7 separate regions of the Mus musculus genome follow, and all the other regions are linked to region 7. Evidence: chromatin contacts called from public promoter capture Hi-C data. All regions are on one chromosome and are shown on one strand. The core of a region is the stretch at or near the end of the contact, and the rest is flanking DNA. Distances in the headings are between cores, read along the strand shown.

Region 1 (3,035 bases), core at 493-2,992, 1.7 Mb after region 7:
TAGTCTCCCCTCTAACAGACTCCTACTTCCTTGAGAACCTGGACACAGAGGAAAATGAAGGCACCCGGGCACGATGTTCAGCTCTTACCTGGAAGCCCGACCCTGGTAGGAGAAACCTTGTCTCTTGAAATAATCGATTGCATCCTCAGGGCGGGTCTTGAGCGTGTTCACACGCACGAACCGTGGTACCTGGTAGGCTAGAAGTCACAGTGGTCAAGTGGGGAGGGAGGTGAGCCTTCTGAGGGTCACTCCCCTCCCGCCCCTCAGCCTCCAAGTCACCTTGGCCAGGTCTGGAGCTCTCTTGCAACAGGTCCTCATTTCGGCTCACACCCCGATGAACCTTGAGTCGGGCCAGCTCAGCCTTGAGCCTTGCCTGGTGCCGGCCCAGCAGAGCCTTCCATCGGCCTCCACCCCCTCGAAACCCCTTCCCCAGCAATAATTCATACACTAGCACCTGGACAGGAAAAAACACAAAACTATTAACACCATAAAACCCTCCAGTGGGAGAAGTAGGTACCTGTCCAGATGGTCATGTCAATAGAGTTCTCTTGCCCAAGATCACAAAAGAAATTAATGGCATGATGTTAGGGCAAATGTCCATAATGCCAGCAACATCAGATGCATAAGCAAGAAAACTACAAGCTAACTGGGTAATGGTGCCTTTAATCCCAGCACTCAAGAGGCAGAGACAAGCGGTTCTCTGTAAGTTCGAGGTCAGCCTGATCTACAGAGTGAGTTCCAGAACAGCCTGGGTGACACAGAGAAAGCCTGTCTCTAAAGACCGAAGAGGACGAAAGGGGGAGAAGGAAGAGGAGGCAACGGAGGCGGTGGCTCAGCAGTAGGGTAGGAAGCTTGCTTAGTATCCACCAGAGAAGAAATAGGGATTGCAGCTCAGCAATAAGCACCTGCCTAGAATCCCCCAGTGAGGGGCTGGGGGTACTGCTCAAAAATAGAGCATCTGTCTAGTGATGCTGTCCAATGAGGTGTTGTGGGTGTGACTCAGTGGGAGAACTCTTCTATGGCTTGTTGGAGACTCTGGGTTCAATCTCCCAGCATTACAAAAAGACAGGCATCCAGGCAGGCGGGTAAAGAGACGAGAGCAAATGCCATCTGCAAACCCCGTGTCCTGCCCCATGCCTGAAGCTCCCCCTCCCCACCCTACCCCACCCCCCAGGTCGCCAGCAGAGCTCTGGACCCCGACCGACCTTGCCATCATCACCCTGTCCGGTAGGTAGCCTCAGCCACTACTAGTTTGCACCTTCGTCCTACTTAGCCCTTCCTGCAATGCTCCAAGGGGAGTCACATCTGACCCAGCTCAACTGGGACCCCAGAAAGAAGTGTGAGAGCCACGCACGGGTAACAGCCTCTGGCCGCCGCTCACCTTGGCAAGGTGCGGTCTCAGCTTCTTCTCGGCGCGAAGGAGCCCAGCACTGGCGATGACAGCGTCCAGCACGGCCGAGTAGCGCTGCGTCTCGCACACCAGAGCGTACAACTGCTTCAGGTTCTGTGCGACACAGGGGACACCCGCTGCACCCCACGCGGGCCTCGCCTCGCCTCGCCCTCCCGCCCGGACAAGCCCCGCTCCCCAGCCCGGCTTGCCAGCCCCCGGCCTCACTACCTGGAAGTTGCTGGAATACACCAACCCCTTGAGGGAGCCCTGGCGGCTTTCCACGCCGGCCAGCACCGCCGCGGCGGCCGCGTACAGCCCCATGCTCTCCCCGCCTCAAGCGCTCTACGACACTGTCGCAAAACTCGGGCTGGCTTTACGGCCGCCGCAACAATTTGTACAACCGGATTTCCGGAGTCAAAGGGTTCGCTGCTTTCCGTTTTCAGCGTCCAAAAATTAATCTTAGGCTCTAAATCCGAGCGGGCTGGCTCACGCCTTTAATCCTAGCGCGCGGGAAACAGAGGCAGAAGGATCTTTGCGAGTTTAAGGTCAGCTAGGTCTAAGTAGTTACAGGACAGCCAGAGCTACATAATGAGGTCCTGTATGTAGAATGAAAAAAGTCTACTTTCTTTTTAGAATTCAGTGTAGCTATTTTGTAGTTTGTTGTTGTGGATTGGTTTTTTTTTTGTTTGTTTGTTTGTTTTTGTTGTTTTTTTGAGACAGGGTTTCTCTGTGTATCCCCTGGCTGTCTCTGTAGAGACCAGGCTGGCCTCGAACTCAGAAATCCGCCTGCCTCTGCCTCCCAAGTGCTTTTATTAAAGGCGTGCACAACCACGCCAGGCTATTTTGTAGTTTTTAATTTTTTTTTTAAGACTTTGGAACTCAGAAGGCTACGCAGACTCTCCTAGCAGTCCTGTGTCAGCCTCTCCCTGTGACCGGATGAAAGGTTCAGTAATAAAGCACGTGCCTTGATGCCTCCACTGAGAGGTTGGGATGTGGCTCAGTGGTAGAGCCCCTGCCTAGAATCCCCCAGGGAGGGGCTGGGGCGTGGCTCAGTGGTAGAGTCCCTGCCTAGAATCCCCCAGGGAGGGGCTGGGGGCGTGGCTCAGTGGTAGAGCACCTGCCTAGAATCCACTGGTGTGCTTGGAGTTGTTGAACACCCATCTAGTAAATGTGGCTCTCTGGGACCCTAGCGCTGGAAAAAGTAGATTGTTTAAAAAAAAAAAAAAAGTGGGTGTTTAATAGGGCCGACAGACATTGTCCCTCGGAGTAGAGCACTTGCCTAGCATGTGCAAAGCCCTGGGATCAATTCTCAACATTGATGAGGAGGACCAATGATGGGACTCAATCTATATAGAGGGCTTGCCTAACAGGCAGAAAGCCTTTGGTTCCAATCCTTCCACTGTATAAACCGGGCATGATGGTACGCTCCTGATGGCTCACTGGTTAAGAGCACTGTCTGCTTTTCCAAAGGTCCTGAGTTCAATTCCCAGGAACCACATGGTGGTTCACAACCATCTATAAGGGGATCTGATGCCCTCTTCTCACATCTTTTAAGAAAAGAAGGAAGGAAAGGAAGAAAGATTGATTTGAGGTCATCTTTGGCTAGCCAATTCACACCAGCCTGGACTACATGAGACAATCAAAA
Region 2 (3,027 bases), core at 409-2,908, 1.1 Mb before region 7:
GTTTCAACACAAAACCACGGCCAACTCGGGCACTGGCACACTCAGGCAAGCATGCCCGGCTCCCAACCCTGAGGGTTCTTTTCTCTTTCACAATTTTCTGCCCTTGCAGCGTAGCTCAATTCCTGCCTCTAGAGAAGTCTTGCCCCCACCCCACCCCACCTCACCCCCCAAAATTCTAGAGGCAGGCAAAAATGGATCAGAGCATAAAAGTGCTTGCCTCAATGCCTGATGACCTGAGTTCAATCCTCAAGACCCACATGGCAGGAGAATTCACTCCAAAGTGTCCTCGAACTTTCACCCCCTGTGGCACCCATACGTGCGTCCCTACAAGAATTTAACAAATAAAAACAAACTACAACTAACTAACTAATTGTATAACTTGGGTAATGGTTTGTTTGTTGTTTTTTGAGGCTGAGTTACATGTAGTCCAGGTTGTGATTGAATTTGATATGTAGCCAAAGATAAGCCTGAACATCTAACCCACTGTTTCCACCTTCCAAGTGCTGGGACTACACTCTGTTTGGTTTTATGCAGTATTGGGATTGAAGAGAAGGCTCTGTGCATGCTAGGCAACTCATTCTCCGTACTAAGCTACCTCCCCAACCTTTTGGTAATTAGCTTTTATACCACATATCCAAATACTACATAAAGCTTACTATATGGCAAGCAAGGAACCACAGAGAAGACAAAAAGAGACAACTTGGAAATATTTGAAGGGATTTCTGGGCTGTGTGTCCCCAAAGGACCCCCCCACACACACACACACACACACCCTCCACCCCACGCTTTGCTTTCCCACAACGCACCGCCAGCACTGCACCTTCGCTCAGCACCAGGTAGCCAAGCTGGTCTGGGATTCGCTCCAGCCCTTGGGTCAGTGCGGAAGTCTAGAGGGTAAAGAGACAAGGAGAATCATGACAGCCTTGCAAACCCATCTCCCTCCTGGATATGAGCCTTCCAAGGCCCTCATAATGGCTTGTAACACTGAGTCTCCATCCACGGTCACTATTGGACCTCTGAGCTCTTCCACTTGTCATGTAGGTGACCCAGGAGGCCTTCCTAGCCCCTCAACCCCTCCTCATGTCCCTTCCCACTCCAGTCCCCTTATGCCCCGCCCCTTGTGCCATCTAGACTACTCCCCCGCTGCAGAACACCCGGTAGCGGAGCCTTCCTTCTCCAGCCCTCCCTGTCGCTTCCCTCCCATCTCTGTTCCCTTTCGGTCCCAGGGTGGACTGGAGGTGACAGTGAAATGCAAGCCATAAGGTGGCAACAGAAGCTCGGAAAACAGGGACGCGGAACCGCAGGCGTGCACACCCGCGCATGCGTCCACACTCACCATCGCAGCCGTAGGTGCAGTGTAAGCAGTCTGCCGGATAGGTAGTTTCCGGCTCCAGGCTCGGGTCAGGTGGTTTCACCAGCTGACTGTAGCCCAGCCCTTCGCTTGAGGATTGGATGGCGGGTATGTCATTATACTTTATCAACCACTGCGGAGCCCCGCTTTCCGAACACATTCGTGGATTGGTTGCATTTCCCCGCCCCTCAGGATTTGCCTGCGAGAGTTGTCCGGAGAGTCGCGGGGCAGTGTCGCCACACGAACGTGCACTGCTTCTATCCTTTGCAATAGGAATATGCATCTGCCGGTGGCTTCCAAGAAGAAAGTAGAACAGTCCGGTGATGTAAGAGGAGTCTTAGGTGTCACTGTTCAACCTGAAAAGAGAAACTAATGTACCAATGTGAAAGACGATGGTTTGGTTTACACGTGAAAAGCTGTTCACGTGTTAACTTTCTGCCTTGAGTATATGTGTTAAGAGTGGATCGGCCCAAATATGGCTATGAATGAGTAAATCAAATTTGCTGTGTACACACAGTAGTGTAAGATCAATACAAGATGATAATGTCCTGACACCAAATGCAGCTTGAGAATCTCCAAAACAAGAGAAAGCAGGCCAGGGAGATGGCTTCAGAGACCACTCAGCCTTCAGAGGCTCAGACCCAACCAAAAGGACGGGTTGTGAAAGGGCAGGTTCATAAGGCTATATATTATGTGGTCCCATCTATGTAAGACGCTTAGCTGTGACTATTGCCGAATGCTTGTAATCCTAGTTTAAAGCCTGAGAGGCCGAGGATTGGGCTGAATAGGGAGTTCAGTGCCAGACTGAGGCCTGAGCTACCTACCAAGATCCTGATTAAAACACATACACTTCTTGCAAATACAGAAAAACTGAAAGCAATTACTAGTTGGTAGTGGGGCAAGAAAAAATAGGAAGTGCTTATTAATGAGGGTATGGCAGGGCATGTGATTTAAGCTTTTTGGAATTCATATTGAAGTCTGCATATCTTTGTGAATGTGCCGAAGTTACTAAGTTGTACACTAAATTAGTGAATTATATCCCCCACCCCATTTATTTTCAGTGCCAAGAAGCAAAGTCAGGGCCTTATGCATACTGGGTGTGGGTCTGTACCCACAGCACTAAACAAAGAAAGTCGTCCACCCCAAATCATCTTGTAGAAGCAGCAGCTAATTAGAGAAAATGAGGCAAGGCTGTAGCTATCGTTTCAAAACTTGCCTAGCATGCATAGGCCCCAGATTCAATCATCATGACCAAAAAATTGAAGTAGGGCTGGCAAAGTGGCTCAGCGGGCAAAGGTGCTTGGCACCATTGCTCTGAAGTGGGTATACAAATATCAACAGCTGCTTTGTACAATCCAGAGAATGGTCTACAGTAGCCACAATTTTTATTTTGAACGAGTGACTTTATAAAGTGAGTGAGAGAGAGAGAGAGAGAGAGAGAGAGAGAAGCACATCAATTTCCATCAAATCAGGTACTCAAGTATCCAAGTATCCAGCCAAAACTACCTGAGGAAGTCCCTTTAAGACAACTACGAACAGACAGAGTTCTGGGCAGAGCAGAGAGTTTCTTCAGGGAAGGCTTCTAAGTAAAAGAACAGAAATCATGAAATTGGGAGCTTACAGACATCCATCCAAAACCAACCTGGAGAGGCTGAGGTTGCTAGCTGGAGTTCTGG
Region 3 (2,853 bases), core at 99-2,598, 1.6 Mb after region 7:
GGGTAGGTTGCTACACTAAGCCTATCACTCAAGTCAGATCCTGGGGTCCACACGGTAGAGAACAGAATCTAATTTGCTTTCTGACCTCCACAGAGTGCTGCCGTATGAACACAGTCCCACACATACACACAGGTACAAAATGTGTGTAAAACGTTAAAGGAAAGTCAAGCCTAGAGGCCCACGCCTATAATCCTAACAGTTGAATGGAAGAGGCAAGAGGCTCAGGGATTCAAGGGACTCAGCGACATAGTGAGTTTGATATTGTCATTAATTAAAACATTGCCTAGTACAAGTGAGACTTGTACTGGCTTCTATTGCAGAGCTAGATGGATAGCACCATCAAATTGCTTAATGCTTAACGGTGCCACTAGTTCTGTTAGTGAAGAACCTGTAACTTTTTTCTTTGCTGAGGAGCACTTCCCAGTCTGTAGGTGCTCCCAGAACAGGATGGGAGGAGTGGACCCTACCATAGTTGAACAAAGAGCATCTGTTGGGGTTTCTACCGAGATAAGGTGAGAACGAAGCAAAGTTTGGAAAGCTCTGGGGAGATCCTCGCAATCACAGGCCAGTATTTGGGGACCCTCCAGAACGGTCCTCCAGAACGGGCAGAAAGGAATGCACGAGGAGGGGACTTCGAGGACCACTAAGGCCGCCATCGCGGGTCCACACTGACGCAGAGTTCCCCAGCAAGCCGGTGAAGCATGGTGTGCAGCCATGCTTCCCTTGATCTGCCTTTCCATCCCCTCGGGAACTCGTGGCGCCGGCTGGACCGCAGGTCCTACTGCTCAGAAACCCGCAGCAGAGAAGGGCCCAGGAGGTGGCGCTTCGAAGTAGGGTGGAGTCAGCAAGGGCTGGTCTGTGGCAGCCAGGCCCCACCCACTAGCATGACGGACAAGCCTTCAGAGCAATCATAGTGCTTTTATGGTCCTGGGGGGTGGGAACAAAGGAAGAGTGACGGATGTAGGGTGGAGCCAACAAGAAAAGGTTAGGGCAGCCCATCAAGCCAGCCTGTTGACAGATAAGTCTTCAGACCAATGACAGTGCATGTAGAGGCCTGGAAGGCGGTGCATCGATTATGGGGCGGAGCCTAGGGGGCAGGTTAGGACAGCAGCCCACCAGGTCCTGCCCACTAATGATAATGGACAAACCTTCAGACCAGTCATAGTATGCGGACCGCCCTGAGGCGGGCAGCGGGTGAAGTGAGCGGAGCGCCTCCGAAGTGGGAAGAGGGGTGTGGGGAAAAGCCTCTTGGAAACATGGGGTGGGTTCTGAGGGAGATGGACAGCGCTGTCAACCAATGGAAGACGGAATCTGTCCCCGTTAGCGCCGGATCCCCGCGGGTAGGGAGGGGCGGGAGGCTCCGCGGGGATCCCGGGGCGGCCGAGGGCCCCTGACTCTGTTCACCCAGACAACATGGACCGAATGGCCAGCTCCATGAAGCAGGTATCCAACCCGCTGCCCAAAGTGTTGAGCCGCCGCGGAGTTGGTGCTGGGATGGAGGCTGCGGAGCGCGAGAGCTTCGAGCGGACTCAGGTGAGATTCGAGAACCCTGGGGCATCCCTGGGGCACTTGGAGTGATGCAGGGTGCAAGAGAGGCTTGGAAGGGAGTGGGACTTGCAGACTCGGGAAGGAATTAGGCAAGGTGGCTGCGATCGGAATCATTTTGGGGTAGGGAACTAGGCGGGTCCCAGGGAGGTTCGGGATCTACCTGGGCATCTCCACTGGCATAGGGGTCGGGGTGCACTCTGGGGAACTGCAGATTCCTGCGGCTGAGGGGACGGTCTCAGTGAGCACCATCAGGGGTCACAAGGGAGGCTAAAGGGAGTTGAAAGGGGACTGACGGAAGGGTGCTCCTGGATAGGGGAAGCACTTGGAAGTCGCTTGGTTTTTGCCAAGTGTGGGAACGCCAAGGTGGGGGTGTGAAGGGTGGCTCTGGTCGCCTTACTTTAGTATTGACTCTCCCTACACTTCCCAGCATCTCGCTCAACGGTGCCTCTAACTTGGCTCTCAGCAGCCCCAGCTGTTGGCCTCAGAGGCTGGGCCAAAGGGGTCTGAGTGATGGGAAGGACCGTAAGAAATGTGAAGTGTGGTCCAACTTGTAAAATGGCCCGGGGGTTTGGAGGAACGGGGACGCGCAGCCTGGGGTAGGAATTGAGGCGCTTGGATTGTCAGAGCTTTGCGTGCCGGCATAAGCTGTCCAGTGATACTCAGACTCCTGATTTGAGGTTTTGCTTTCACCCTCCAAAATATGCCTGACAGCTAATAAGCAGACCGCCTGCCTTATTTGTCTGGTCTGACCAGGGCAGATGGCCAAAATTCCACCGCAGTTATCAACAAAAAGCCACTATCCAGTTTTACCTCAGGCTTTTATGCATGCTGTATTGATCGGACTGAATCAAGTTGTGAGGCTCGGGGTGTGTAGTCATCAGTTCATCTGTATGTAAAATCTGTTTCTGAGAGTACAACTCCTCGGATCCCACTGCGGATGCCGGGCCGGTAGATTTCTTCTACTCTGGCTCTCCGAGTTCTACTTTGAAGATCTGAGTTGACTTCAGCCAGAGGCAGGTCCCCTGTCGTGTTCTGTGAGTAGGAAAGATGGAAGAGATAGGGAGGGCCTGTGTGTTCTATAAATGGACCTTGCTCGGAAGAAAGCCTTTTCACCCCAGGGGACTTTACACCACCTCTTGTTTCTGAGACCCCTGGGTCCACTTCTTGTGTCTGAGGGGGGAAATGGGGTAGTTGTACCCCGGGAGGGGAAAGAGAGACCACCGTCCACTTACCTCTCAATGTCTATAGAGTTTGGAGCTTTTTAAATTTCTCAGATCTTTTGAACCTTGGGCGTTGTTGCCAAAA
Region 4 (2,964 bases), core at 149-2,648, 1.5 Mb after region 7:
CATGTATCCAAAAAAGGGGGAAAAGAAAATTTCAGCTTTAAGCAGGAAACCATTACATCCTATCAGAATATCTCCAGAAGTTTGGTTATTTGCTGGATATGTCCCAAATTGAAATTTTACTGGTAAATATGAAAAAATTCTACATACAACTCTCTAAGATTTAGGTAGCTGACGAGATGGCTCAACAGGCTGAGGTAGGTCCTGCCAATCCCAAAGACCCGAGTTTGATTCCCAGGACCCACATGGGGGAAGAAGAGAAAGACTCCGGTCAGGTTGTCCTCTGACTTTCACAAGAGTGCACACAAGCATATAAATAATGTGTCACATATGTATACCTCTATCTAAAGATGTGGAGATTATATACCCAAAGCCCTAGTTTTAAATCACCATACTAAAAACAAAGTGCGGGGCTCCTATCTCAATATTATGATGTGTTAGCTCTGCGAATCTCTGTATTCAACCTCAATTTCTGGTAAACAGGCAATTTAATATGGCCTGTCATGAAATCACAGCGAGGATTACATGAAATGAACGCGCAGGCCTCTGTTAACGTTAGAAGCAACAGGGATTTCCCAGGAAAGAATGAGGAAGAAACAAAGACTAAGAATCCTGTCTTTTACAAAGGGATGATTACCAGACTTAATTAGTTTGAGAAATTTCTCTCCTCTGAGAAAACAAACACTTTACCAGCTCCTTCTGTGAGCTGGGATTAGGAGTCAGGATTAAGGTAAAGACGCAGCAGAAAATTCTAGAGTCAAGAGGAAAAGCCATCCATTGGGTTGACAGTAGACAATTGTCACGATAAAGGTGAGAAACGTTTGGTTTGTTCCTGTGGGGCTCGGGCCGTCAGCAGATGGGGTTTGTGTTTATAAAACGTGAATGGCTTAGGAAGTGTGTTCACCCTCGAGATCAAAGAATGAATGGATCTGGGGTAACATGGAAGGGGGCGATTGTGGGTAGAGAAGGAGTTGGCGGAAATGATCCGGCTTTGGACAAGACATGCTGGAGCTCCAAGTGGGGAGAATGGTGGTGGGCACGGAGGTCTGGGGTTGGCTGGCAGTGAGGCTGGAGATCAGGGACCGGGGAGTCTGCGGGCTGAGGAAGCGCGCCATCCCCGCCCCGCCTCTTCTCACCTTGCCAGTTGCGCAGGGCCTCGGAGCGCAGAGACAGCCCCGAGGGCGCCAGAGGCGGCTGCAGCAGGAACAGGCGGGGGCCCGACACCAGCAGCGAGAGCAGGGCGGTGAAGAATGTGGCGGAGGGCACCTCGGGACACGAGCACCAGAAGCGACTCGCGGGGCCCGGGGCCGCCATGGCCGCGAGCCCTTCCAGCGTGCGGCCTCGGTACTCCCCGCCTCCCTCCTCAATTTCCGCCTCCTTGCGGCGGTCTCCCCTGGCAACAGCGGAAGACTGGCCTCTCCTCAAGCACCGCCCCATGGGGGGGTGGGGGTGGGGGAAGGCCCAATCCCGTGGAGTCCTCCGCTCTTACCCGCCCAAAGGAGGCCGGGAGTTGTAGTTCCAGCTTACCTACGGGTGTTGTGCGGGCTGCCGCCTCAGGAGTATTCTTGCCTAGACCTCAGCTTCCTTCTTCTTGATTTTTAATTAAAAACAAACAAACAAACAAACAAACAAACAAGCAAAACCAAAAAAACATTTGATTACATCTGTTTGAGTGTGAGAGAGGGGCATGTGCGTGCAACGCGCGTGGAGGGTAGATGAAAACTTAAGGTTGAGTTTATCATCTCCTTCCACCTCTGGGTCCTGGGAATAGAACTTGGGTAATCAGGCTTGGCAGCAGTGCCTTTACCCACTGAGTCATCTCTTTAGCCCTTTTTATTTTTCTTTTTTTCTTTTCTTTTTTTTTTTAGATTTTATTTGCGTTTGGCTCAGTGAGAGAAGGTGTGGAGGTGCACACACAAACACCTTTACTCTCAGCCATCTCAAAGGCTCCCTTTAAAAATTTTAATCAACCTATATTTATTATACCAAGTAATGGTTTCATTATGGCATTTTCTTACATGTGTATAATGTACTTTGATCATATTTTATCGGGGCTCCATTACCCCCTCTTGCCTTCCCATCTTAGTTTCTCTTTTGCTTCCATGTTTCTTTTCTTTTCTCTTCTTTCCTTCTTTCTTCCTTCCTTTCTTTCTTTCTTTCTTTCTTTCTTTCTTTCTTTCTTTCTTTCTTTCTTTTTAAATTTTTGCGACCCAGTGAGTTTCATTAAAGTCGCTTTCAGGAGCAAATGTCTCTCCTCCCAACAGCCATTAACTACTAGTAGATCCTCATTGAGGGAGAGGGGTCTTGAAAAACATTTCTTCCTCTTGCTTTTGGCTTTTACACAAATTTGACTCTGAACTCTGGGTCTCCATCTCCAGAAAGCAGGGATTTTAGATGTGCACCACCTCCCTCAGTTTATGCAGTAATGAGGCTCGAACCCAGGGACTCCAGCATGCTACCAACTGAACTATGCTTTCAGCCGGGTCCTTCTCACTGTAATGGTATGACGTCGTGAGGACCACGGAGCCCTATTCTCCCACAGACTTGTGTTTGTCTCTGTCCTGCCAAAGAGGAAACTGAGTCTATGGGGATCCCTGAGGGATACAGTTCAATAGCAAAGAAAGAATTAAAACTTGGTTCTTCCTGCCTGAATTGGCCAAGAAGACAGAGCCAGCACTTTCTGGAGCTGGACTGGAGATAAAGTAAGAGGAGGCGGGGAAGGAGACAATTGAAGGGACACTAGAGCTACTATACATGCGCTATGAGCGTACGCCATGACGCTTTTGCTAAACTTTGCTTTAGCCTTTTGCAGTTTGAAAAGCGCTTCCTGCAGAGCAAAGCTATTTCTGGTGAACAGCTAGAGTATCCTTTGTGAGCTACAAGTGCTTTAGCAGGTGAGGTAGCTTCCCGACCAAGTCGCGGGTGAGAAGAGTCAGGAAATTGAATCCCAGTTTGCTGGGTCCCAGG
Region 5 (3,055 bases), core at 366-2,865, 1.2 Mb after region 7:
TGAGAAAAACAGCAGGTAAATGTATGTATCAAAAGAGCGCACAGATTGACAGAGAGGGGTGGCCAGCAATGGCTATGGGAGATAGGCAGCAGGCTGATGGCTTCTACTTGGCTCCAGACTGTTCAGACTTCCCAGCTTCTGGGCCCCCAATTTGGGCGCGGGCCTCGAAAGTAACCGGAATGGTGATCTCCGCTGACTGCGTGACTGCTTTGGGCAACGGAGCCTCCACGGTAAGTGTGCCCTCAGGGGATAGGGAAGAGGACACTAGGGTGGGGTCCACACCTGGAGGGAGCCTGGACACACAGAAAATCAGGGCAAGGGTTACACATCCCTCCTGACCCGGGGCTCTTCGCCCTCCGCCCTGGGTCCGCTCCCCCTCCCCCCCACCTCCCCGCCCTCCATGCAAGGAATCAGAACTCACGTGTATTTCCGGGTGAAGCACCGAGAGATGTAGCCATGTTCGTCCTGCCTTTCTTCGTGCTTGCCTGTGGGTGGGGACAGAAGGTCAGAAGCAGCCCTCTGCTGTCCTAGCTAAGGAGTGGCTGGGACCCCCCAGGGAGGCAAACAAACCCGAGTGCGGCGGGGTGCCTGACTGTCTGGAATCTTAAAACTTTCCAGAAACTTCCCTTCTGAGATTTGGGATGCGAAGGGCTTGGCTCTGACCCAGACTTGGATACCAGGGTAGGTATACTCAAAGCCTCTGCGGCTGGGTCTAGGGACCCTGATCCTGCCGCTTGCTTATTTGGGAATGAGGTCTTCCAGAAGGTGTGTTGGGTCTTCCTTCATTTTGTTTCTGTGCTGCGGGTGGAACGCAAAGCCTCAAGGCCTCCCGGCAGGCCAGGCGAAGCTCTACCCTGAGCTACATCCCCAGCTGTTGGTCCATATCATCGAAGATGACAGAGCTTTTAAGAGCAACCTGCACCCCGCGTTCCGGGGCAAGAGAAGCAGGCAAAGGAGAATGATGCGGGCTCCGGGTCCCTAGGTTCATTTCTAACTTCTCAGGGTTCTATTCCTCAGGGTTTCAGCCCCCACCCTCAGCCCCCCAGCCACCACTCTCGCCTCGGCAGCTTCGTCCCCTCTGGGCACAAGGGAAACTCACCAGTGATCTCCACCACGCCTTCCTTGGTCTTCACTGTGAGCTCCTCCGGAGCGAAGTGGTTGACGTCCAGGGACACGCGCCAGCGATCAGCCGTCTGTCGGATCTCCGAGACCCCGCTGCTGAGCTGTCGGTTGAGCGCTCGGCTGAAGGCTGGTGCGGCCAGGGTCACCGCCGCGGGGCCCTCGGCGGTCGCGGCGGGCAGCGGGCGCACGTATCCGGGCCACCCAGCGGCGCTGAACCACTGCGACCACTCATCGGGCAACCGGGGCACCCCGAAAGCTTGATCGAAGAGGCGGCTGTGTGCAGGGTACCAGTCCCGGAATGGTTCCCAGCTCGGGCTCCGCAGCAGCGAGAAGGGCACGCGGCGCTCGGTCATGTTCTTGGCTGGTCAAGGCTGAGGATCTAGAAGCACTGGGCTGAGGATCCGAGAAGTGCCGGACTGGAGCCCCAGCGTGCTTTTATGTGTGCCCAGCCGGGTATTTTTAGCAGGCGGTGCTTCAGGTCTCTATTAATGGCAATGACCGTCTCAGGGGCCGCCCCTCGCCGCCCCTCCCCTCTGCATTCCTCCCCCTAAGCTTGCAAAGGGGGCGGGCAGGCGGGGCCAGGAAGGTTCTGCCCCCATCTGGAAACTTCTCTTGTTGAAGAAAACAAATGACGGCGTAATACCGGTAGCTGGAGCGATTCCCACTGTCGGGTTTAGGACACTGCTGGCTGAAGGGCGGTGGCCTGGGGCCAGCCCCATTTTTTATTGAGAATAACCAGGAGAGGTTAGGTCTTTTGTGTCGCAACTGGGAAGCAACTGAACCTGGTCTGAACCAGAAGGAGGCCCGTGGGAACACACATGTCATGGCACACCTGTGGAGGTCTCATGACACCGGCAAGATAGCTGTCTTCTATAGTGTATCTCCTGGGGAGCAAAGGCTTCGTGGCAGGCGCCTTAGTGTTCACTGAGTATCTTTCTGACCCAGAAACTGACTTTCTTTCTTCTTTCTCTCTTTCTCTCTCCTCTCTCCTCTCTCTCTCTCTCTCTCTCTCTCTCTCTCTCTCTCTCTGAAGTAGGATTTTTCTTTTTTTATTTTGATGCTTTTTTTTTGTTTTGTTTTGCTTTGCTTTTTTTTTTTTTTTTTTTTTTTTTTTTCTGAAGACAATGTTTCTCTGCATAGCCCTGGTTGTCCTGGAACTCACTTTGTAGACCAGGCTGGCCTCGAATTCAGAAACCCGCCTGCCTCTGCCTCCCAAGTGCTGGGATTAAAGGTGTGCATCACCACCGCTGGGCTATTTGATGCTTTTTTTTTTTTTTTTTTTTTTGGTTTTTCGAGACAGGGTTTCTCTGTATAGCCCTGGCTGTCCTGGAATTCACTTTGTAGACCAGGCTGGCCTCGAACTCAGAAATCCACCTGCCCGTGCCTCCGGAGTGCTGGGATTAAAGGCGTGCCCCACCACACCCGGCCGCTTTTTTTTTTTATTATATATATATATATATATATATATATATATATATATATATATATAATGTGTATCAGTGTTTTGCCTACATGAATGTCTGTGTGAGAGTGTTAGATCTTGAGTTACAGAGAGTATCAGAAATTGGAATGCCAGGTGGGTGCTAGAATTTGAACCTGGATACTTGTACTGGCTGGTTTAGTGTCAAATTGATACAAGCTGGAGTTATCACAGAGAAAGGAGCCTCCTTTGAGGAAATACCTCCATGAGATCCAGCTATAAGGCATTTTCTCAATTAGAGATCGGGGGGGGGGGGGCATTGTGGGTGGAGCCATTCTTGGGCTGGTAGTCTTGGTTCTATAAGAGAGCAAGCTGGGCCAGGTGGTGGTGGTGCACGACTTTAATCCCAGCACTTGGGAGGCAGAGGCAGGTGGGTTTCTGAGTTCGAGGCCAGCCTGGTCTACAGAGTGAGTTCCAGGACAGCCAGGGCTATACAGAGAAACACTGTCTAGA
Region 6 (3,121 bases), core at 248-2,747, 1.3 Mb after region 7:
ACTCTAGTCTCTGCAAAATCAGCAAGCACTTTTAACTGTGAGCACCTCTCCAGCCCCTTGCATCTTTATTTTTCAATGAATGGACTGAATGGGAAACAGGAAGACCTGACCTAGATGGTAAGAAATGTAGACTTCCCTGGAATGATCAGTTCTCCTCCGGAGCATGGTAATTGTTTCTCAAGCCTTGGTTGTATCAATTTTGCTAGAGATTTGTAAAAAATACTGACCCTGCCCTCTTGACACGATCCTGGGTCTCCTTTACTGATTCCGACATGCACTAGTTAAAGAGGCCCTGGCCCAGGAGAAGATTGACTATAAATAGCTTAGCTGTAACTGTCCTAGGCCAAGTCTACCCAAAGCAAGGATGATCCTCCAAGAATAATTCAAAAGAGATCCAGTGGAGGAGATGGTTCAGTGGGTAAGTGCATAAGGACCTGAGTTCAAAGCCCGGTTCCCCTGCCTGGCAGGTTCATCAAAGGCCTTCTCACTCTCATAAATAAATAAATAAATAAATAAATAAAGTCTACAACAGGGGTTCTTAAGCTTCCTAATGCTGCAACCCTTTAATACAGTTCCTCATGTTGAGGTGAACCCTTCAACCATAAAATTACTTTTAAAAATAAAATTGCTACTTCGTAACTGAAATTCTGTTACGGTTATGAGTCGTAATGTAAACATTTGCTACGGGACCCCTGTGAAAGGGTCATTCGATCCCAAGGTTGAGAACCGCTCGCTGGTCTAGTGTGTGATGGCCAAGACACCGATGTCCTTCTCTGGCCTCTGTACAATCATGTGCACATGACACCACACACACTCTGAAAAACGATGCTTGATGCACATCTTTAATGCCGGTACTGAGGCAGAGACTGGACTCCGTGAGTTCGAGGCCAGCCTGGTCCACATAAACGGACATAAAGCAAGCAATCCCTGGGCGGGAAGGCCACTGACTGTGCTAATTTCAATCGAATCTCCCAAACTACTGTGACCCTGATCCGTTCTCCACCCTCGGAGCCCCCGGCACTACGAAGTTAACGTCCGCGTTATTTCTCTCCTGGTGCCTCACATCCATGGAGGCTTCAAGGAGAAAATCAGTTAAGTCGAAGCAATGCAAAGTTGCATATAATGCAACTCGCATCCGGACCGCGAGCCTCGGCTTCTGCACCTACGTGGAGCGCAGACTATGGAGGAAACCTGGACTGACTCTGTCCCCCTTCCATGTTGGTCGGGATGTGAGCCGGGCGGCCCAGACGTCCAGAGTGAGCCTTGGATGGTTAAGAAACGCCGAGCTCCGGGGACGCGTGTGCCGCCCCCGGAGTTCCTTCCTAGGCAGGCAGCCCCTTGTACCTGGGCCGAAGTGCTGAAGCTGCGGCGGAGAGCGGCGCCGGCAGGACGGGCGAGAGCGGACAGCATGGCTAGGGCGGGCGGGACACGGAGCTACTGGCAGGAGCTACAAGAAGACGAGTGACTCCAACGACCTCCACTCTGCGCAGTGGCCGCCCGGTCCAGAGCCACCTGATCTCGCGAGAGAAGCGCAAGAAGCTTGAGCCAAATCTCGCGAGACAGGCTCGGCCGTGTGGTTCCTTGTCTAGCACGCCCTAGACCCGGCGAGCGAGGCCTGACGTCACGATTCTCTCCGGCTCCAAAGAAGTCATCTCTGGGCTCCGGCCACTTCCGAGATCTCGCGAGAGAGGCCCGGCTTCACTTTATCAGGCCGTTCCTTCCCCCGCCTCCTACCCCGCCCCTTGCCCCGCCCCTCCCCACCGTTAGCTTTGCCCACTTCCGGGACCTAGCGCTAGGACAGACGGTCACCAGGATTAGGCGGAATCTTGGGACCGCCCCTAGCAACCCGGTACTAGAAGGACTCTTGGAGCGCTCGCCCGGAGGACAGGCTCTAGGTTAGAAGTACCCGTTATCCCAGGTGGGGCTCCGGTCGGACGTCCTGCCGGGGAGCCTGACAGAAGTCGCGCAGCAGGTCAGGCGGCCCCGGAGCTCCTGACCTCAGCCAGGCCCAACTTTCCTGCCCCCTGGAAGAGGCCGGCTGGGGTCCCGGGGCGTCCCGGGGCGGGGTGGGCAGCATCTCCCCACCTGTTTCCTCCAGAGCCGCCCTTCCGACAAGTTACACAGAGCCTTGTTGAGGTTCCAGGCTTCTCACACAACCCGCTCGGAGGAGCGAGTACTCGCGTTGTCATGGCACCAGGCGATGTGCAGGACCGCGATCCTAGGTCTGGGACGGAGGAAGAAACGTTTGGTGACCGTGCCTCAGGCTTTGGGCTTGTCTCTACCCCTCAAACTCTCCAGCAGTGCAGGGAGCACGGTTCTGCAACTCTTCTTCTTGCTTTTCCTGCTCCCCCCTTCTTTTCCTTCCTTTCTTACTAAAATCCGCACAACACACGATTAAAAAAATAATAACTATTCTAAAGTTCAGGATCAGAGCTGGAGGGATGACTCTGGTTAAGAGCACTTGCTGCTCTTGCAGAGCTTCGATCCTGAGACGCTAGCAGGTGGCCCACAACCCCCTGAAACTCTAGCTTCAGGCATAGCCATTGCCGCAGGCATTCGTGTGCAGGTACCCACGGAGACACAGAAATAAACATTTAAAATGATAAAAATGTAAAAGTAAGGACCCATACACATACAGACGTGCACATATATGCACCTACATACATTCGAACGCATGCTACACACATAAAAAATATTCCGGAGGCTGCAGCAGAAGGATTGATGTGAGTTTGAGGCCAACATGAAACTCTGTTAAAAAAAAAACCAAAAAACAAAATAACAACCATGCAAACAAAAAGTTGGGGAGGGGGTTAGAGAAGGAACTGGAAGGGAGGGAACTGGTTGGATTTGTTCAAAAACACTTGGCATGAATGTGAAGTTCTCCAGCAATAAAGTATAAGTTCAGTGTCCTAGCTGTCCTTGAGCAGGCCTGTATTCCCAGGGACCTGGAGGCTGAAGCAGGATGGTAGCAAGTTCAGTGACTCAGTCTGGTTGGGGACAGTGACAGAGAAAGCAAGGCTGCTGGTGGTAACAAACGAGAACCAAAGAGCATAGCCACACACGAGAGCTGGCGATGGCTGGCCGACTCTCTTCCCTGGCCTCTACCTCTTTGCTGGATGGA
Region 7 (3,018 bases), core at 359-2,858:
TGGAGTCAATCCCCTCCTGCCAGGTGGGTTCTGGGAACTGACGCTGGTCCTCAGGTTTGGTGGCAGGCACCGTTATTCGCTGAGCCATCTTGCCATCAGAGCTATTTTAATGCTGTTATTTGGAATCTCTCAAGTCGGCAACCTTCACAGCAAAGGAATTCACTCTGCTGGAATTCCTGCTTTTCCGCTGGCAAGAGGTGTTACCAGGCTTGAGAGCGAGGGACTCTGGTGTCCCCTGTTCCAAAGCCCACATCCTTTTCTGTTTGTTGAAACAAGGTCTCACATGTCTCAGGCTGGCTGGAACTCGCTATATGTTGAAGATGACCTCAAACTCCAGATCTTCCAGCCTCTGCCTCCCAAGTGCTGGGGTTATGCCTAGTTTATTAGGTGCTGTGGGTGTAATCCAGGGCCTCGGGCATACCAGGCGAGCTTTCTACCACTGTAAGCCATTGAGCCATATGGGGGTGAGTCCACCCCAGTGCAACCTTAATCTCTCTTGTCTTTCTGTGCTGTCTGGTTTTTCCAGGCCTTCCCCTTGGAATTGTACTTTTTTTTCTAGGCTAAAAAAAAAAAAAAAAAAAAAAAAATTTCCAAAGATGGAGGTGGTGGTACACACCTGAAATACCAACACTCAAGAGGCTGGGGCAGAAGGATCTTGAAGCTAGCCTGGGCTAAATAACGAGACTTTGTCTAAATATATACATAAGAAAAAAAAAACACCCAAAGTACATTTTTTTTTCTGAATATGTTGCTTTTACACCAGCATGAAGCAAAAATTTGGGGGAGAGAATAAAAGGGTAGGGAGATCGACAAGGTGAACCATGTTAGGTCTGCTACCACCCCAATGACTTCCTGTCCTCATTTTGATTGACTACCTGGTTTGTGGCATCCAACAATGTTAGTCAATTCCTCCCTCTACAACGTCTGTTGTCTTCCACGGTTCACACGGTCCCCTGTGATTCTTTCAAGCTTCACAGGCCTTAAACTTGCCAAGTATCTGAGGCTAGCTAGCATGGAACCTCTGGTCTTCCTGCCTCCAGCTCCCAGCGCAGGGATTACAGCTGTGGCCCACCACCGAAGGCTGAGGATTTCGGATGTCATTTCTCTGTCCCTGCACACCTGTTGCTCTCAGAACGCTCTTGCCCCGGGAAAGCCCCCAAATGCTCCGAGACCTCCTCAAACACATCTCTAGACAGCCTCCTCCAGAAAGACTGCGCTAAGCTCTGGAAATGTTCTTATCTGGGGCTCACAGCTTCAACGGTTAGCAAAGGACCCACGAGGAGCCTCGCCCACTGGCCCAATCGCTCATCTGTCATTCCTTGCCACACATAAACATCCTGACCCGATAAACATGCTCAGAGAATAGATTCTGGGGCAGTGTCTTGTTTGCAACACACACACAAGCTGACAGCTTGAGCCTGGGGCTACCAGTCGCCCTAACCTGTAGCCCCCAGACCTTCCTGCTGGAGTCGGGTCTGGCCTTATTGCCCCGGCCAGAGGGGAGGGAGGGTTCCAGGGTGGAGTGGTGAGGAAGGCGGGGCTTGCGCCCCAGAGTAGTTGTCCCGGGCCGGGGACGGAAGTTGCACCACCACAGTACGATTACTTTCAGTTTTGTTTCTCTTGCAGGTAGTCAACTGCTGGCGGTAGCGGGATTTCGGGGCTCCCCGGTCCTGCTGGGAGAGTCCAGGATCAGCTGTGGCTGGGTAAGGAGAGCCCGGGAAGGCGGATGGGGTTAAGAGCCAGCACCCAGAAAGACTAGCCTGGGGGGAGGGGAGGGAGGAAAGGGGAAGTGAGAAAGCCCGGGAGAGGGAAAGGAAGGGAGGGGAGAGAGGGCAGAGGGGACCTGAGAAGCTTGGGAGGACAAGCTTGGAGCCAGGCCCTGTCCCTCAGCCTCCCACCTCCCACCTTGTGTCCTGAATCCTACACTCACTGAGTGTAGACAACCGCACCCCCACCCCCCACTCCGAGTTTGTTTGTTTTTTTTTCCTCCCAACACTGGGGAAAAAGAAAAGTGATCGCTCTCATTCTCTCTCTCAAGGCTAGATCTCTCTGTAGGGCAAGCTCAACCAGAACTCACTATTGTAGCCCCAGGCTGTCCTGAAACTCACTTTTAAACCCAGGCTAGCCTCAAATTTGTGGCAAGCTTCCTGTCTCGGGCTCCAGCTTTCTTTATTAAGTCGCCACCGTGCTGGGGACTTACAGTACCTTCCCTCCAGGGGATTCTAGAATGAGTTTGGTAGGAATGGTAAAATTAGAGGACTCCAGGAGTCAGGCCAGATCTACATGACCCCCAGGTCCAGGAAAAGGAAGGAGATGAACTTTTTCTCCCTGAGCCTTCATCTTGATCTGTTGTTATTTTCAAAGCTAGATGGGGCAGGAAGTAGGGCCCCTTCCACCCTCCCAGGACACCCTCCCAGACAGATGGATGGACAAAGACTGCGGGACCCTGTCCAACATCGAAAAGCACAGTGCTCGCATGCCCCTGACCTGTGTGTCCTTCCTGGCTGCCCCTTGAGTCCTAGCACCCACTGATAACAGGACCCATGGCAAGGTGAACGTGGTGGTGCTTGCCTGTGATGTGAGCACGCAGGAGACTGAGGCAGGAGGAGCACAAGCTTGGAGCTAGACCCAGGAGCAGGGCTGCCTAGCTCACAAGAAGCCCTAGGTTGCTTCTCCAGTGCTACATAAACTTCCCAGGGCTCCGGAAGTGGAGGCAGGAAGTTCAGAAGGTCAAGGTCATCCTGGGCTACTTGGCCAAGTTTGAGGCCAGCCTGGGCTACATGAGACGGGAAGGGCTTGGGCTACACCTACCTTTGGCCCTTGACCTGGTATGTTACTAATTAGAGTATTCTATCTCTGAGGCCTGGGGGCTACCTGGTCTCATCTTTCCCACAGGCTCAGCACTTCCTACAGCCGGTCGCATGTTTACGTTTGGTGAGTGTCTGTAAAGAGAACAAAGTGGAAGAAAAAAACCCTTCCCCTGGTATCTAGTGCCTCCCACAAGCCAGAACGTACCAA

Evidence for each region. Promoter capture Hi-C pulls out the DNA fragments that hold promoters and counts their contacts.
Region 1: a contact with region 7 is called in a promoter capture Hi-C map of pre-B cells, with 2.7 times the contacts expected there. The contact joins the promoter of Nsun5 here to the promoter of Trim56 in region 7. A contact is called at or near these places in 2 of 39 promoter capture datasets (liver and pre-B cells).
Region 2: a contact with region 7 is called in a promoter capture Hi-C map of liver, with 2.6 times the contacts expected there. The contact joins the promoter of Lamtor4 here to the promoter of Trim56 in region 7. A contact is called at or near these places in 4 of 39 promoter capture datasets (hippocampal neurons, liver and pre-B cells).
Region 3: a contact with region 7 is called in a promoter capture Hi-C map of liver, with 3 times the contacts expected there. The contact joins the promoter of Hip1 here to the promoter of Trim56 in region 7. A contact is called at or near these places in 2 of 39 promoter capture datasets (liver and pre-B cells) and 1 of 115 datasets of contacts at active chromatin or transcription factors (embryonic stem cells).
Region 4: a contact with region 7 is called in a promoter capture Hi-C map of liver, with 2.6 times the contacts expected there. The contact joins the promoter of Rhbdd2 here to the promoter of Trim56 in region 7. A contact is called at or near these places in 3 of 39 promoter capture datasets (liver and pre-B cells).
Region 5: a contact with region 7 is called in a promoter capture Hi-C map of liver, with 2.4 times the contacts expected there. The contact joins the promoter of Hspb1 here to the promoter of Trim56 in region 7. A contact is called at or near these places in 2 of 39 promoter capture datasets (liver and pre-B cells) and 2 of 115 datasets of contacts at active chromatin or transcription factors (large pre-B cells and pancreatic cancer cells).
Region 6: a contact with region 7 is called in a promoter capture Hi-C map of pre-B cells, with 2.5 times the contacts expected there. The contact joins the promoter of Mdh2 here to the promoter of Trim56 in region 7. A contact is called at or near these places in 4 of 39 promoter capture datasets (the C10 cell line, liver and pre-B cells), 1 of 484 Hi-C or Micro-C datasets (B cells) and 1 of 115 datasets of contacts at active chromatin or transcription factors (embryonic stem cells).

What each region holds. Positions count from the first base shown.
Region 1 is chr5:135,368,660-135,371,694 of GRCm38.p6, reverse strand. Nsun5 (NOL1/NOP2/Sun domain family, member 5) reads right to left here and starts at 1,742. Exons shown (of 10, transcript NM_145414.2): 1 at 1,619-1,742; 2 at 1,382-1,504; 3 at 280-454; 4 at 89-197. The coding sequence starts at 1,711.
Region 2 is chr5:138,254,113-138,257,139 of GRCm38.p6, reverse strand. It overlaps Lamtor4 (late endosomal/lysosomal adaptor, MAPK and MTOR activator 4), which reads right to left and starts at 1,658. Exons shown (of 4, transcript NM_001081108.2): 1 at 1,337-1,658; 2 at 807-887. The coding sequence starts at 1,339.
Region 3 is chr5:135,543,617-135,546,469 of GRCm38.p6, reverse strand. Hip1 (huntingtin interacting protein 1) reads left to right here and starts at 1,348. Exons shown (of 31, transcript NM_146001.2): 1 at 1,348-1,533. The coding sequence starts at 1,414.
Region 4 is chr5:135,631,088-135,634,051 of GRCm38.p6, reverse strand. It overlaps Rhbdd2 (rhomboid domain containing 2), which reads right to left and starts at 1,398. Exons shown (of 4, transcript NM_146002.2): 1 at 1,134-1,398. The coding sequence starts at 1,311.
Region 5 is chr5:135,886,479-135,889,533 of GRCm38.p6, reverse strand. Hspb1 (heat shock protein 1) reads right to left here and starts at 1,615. Exons shown (of 3, transcript NM_013560.2): 1 at 1,100-1,615; 2 at 422-485; 3 at 1-293. The coding sequence starts at 1,475. The coding sequence ends at 104.
Region 6 is chr5:135,777,025-135,780,145 of GRCm38.p6, reverse strand. It overlaps Mdh2 (malate dehydrogenase 2, NAD (mitochondrial)), which reads right to left and starts at 1,497. Exons shown (of 9, transcript NM_008617.2): 1 at 1,345-1,497. The coding sequence starts at 1,410. Styxl1 (serine/threonine/tyrosine interacting-like 1) reads left to right here and starts at 1,761. Exons shown (of 9, transcript NM_029659.4): 1 at 1,761-1,895. Gm30205 (a long non-coding RNA gene) reads right to left here. Exons shown (of 5, transcript XR_003955810.1): 5 at 2,162-2,224.
Region 7 is chr5:137,114,797-137,117,814 of GRCm38.p6, reverse strand. It overlaps Trim56 (tripartite motif-containing 56), which reads left to right and starts at 1,608. Exons shown (of 3, transcript NM_201373.4): 1 at 1,608-1,703; 2 at 2,862-3,018.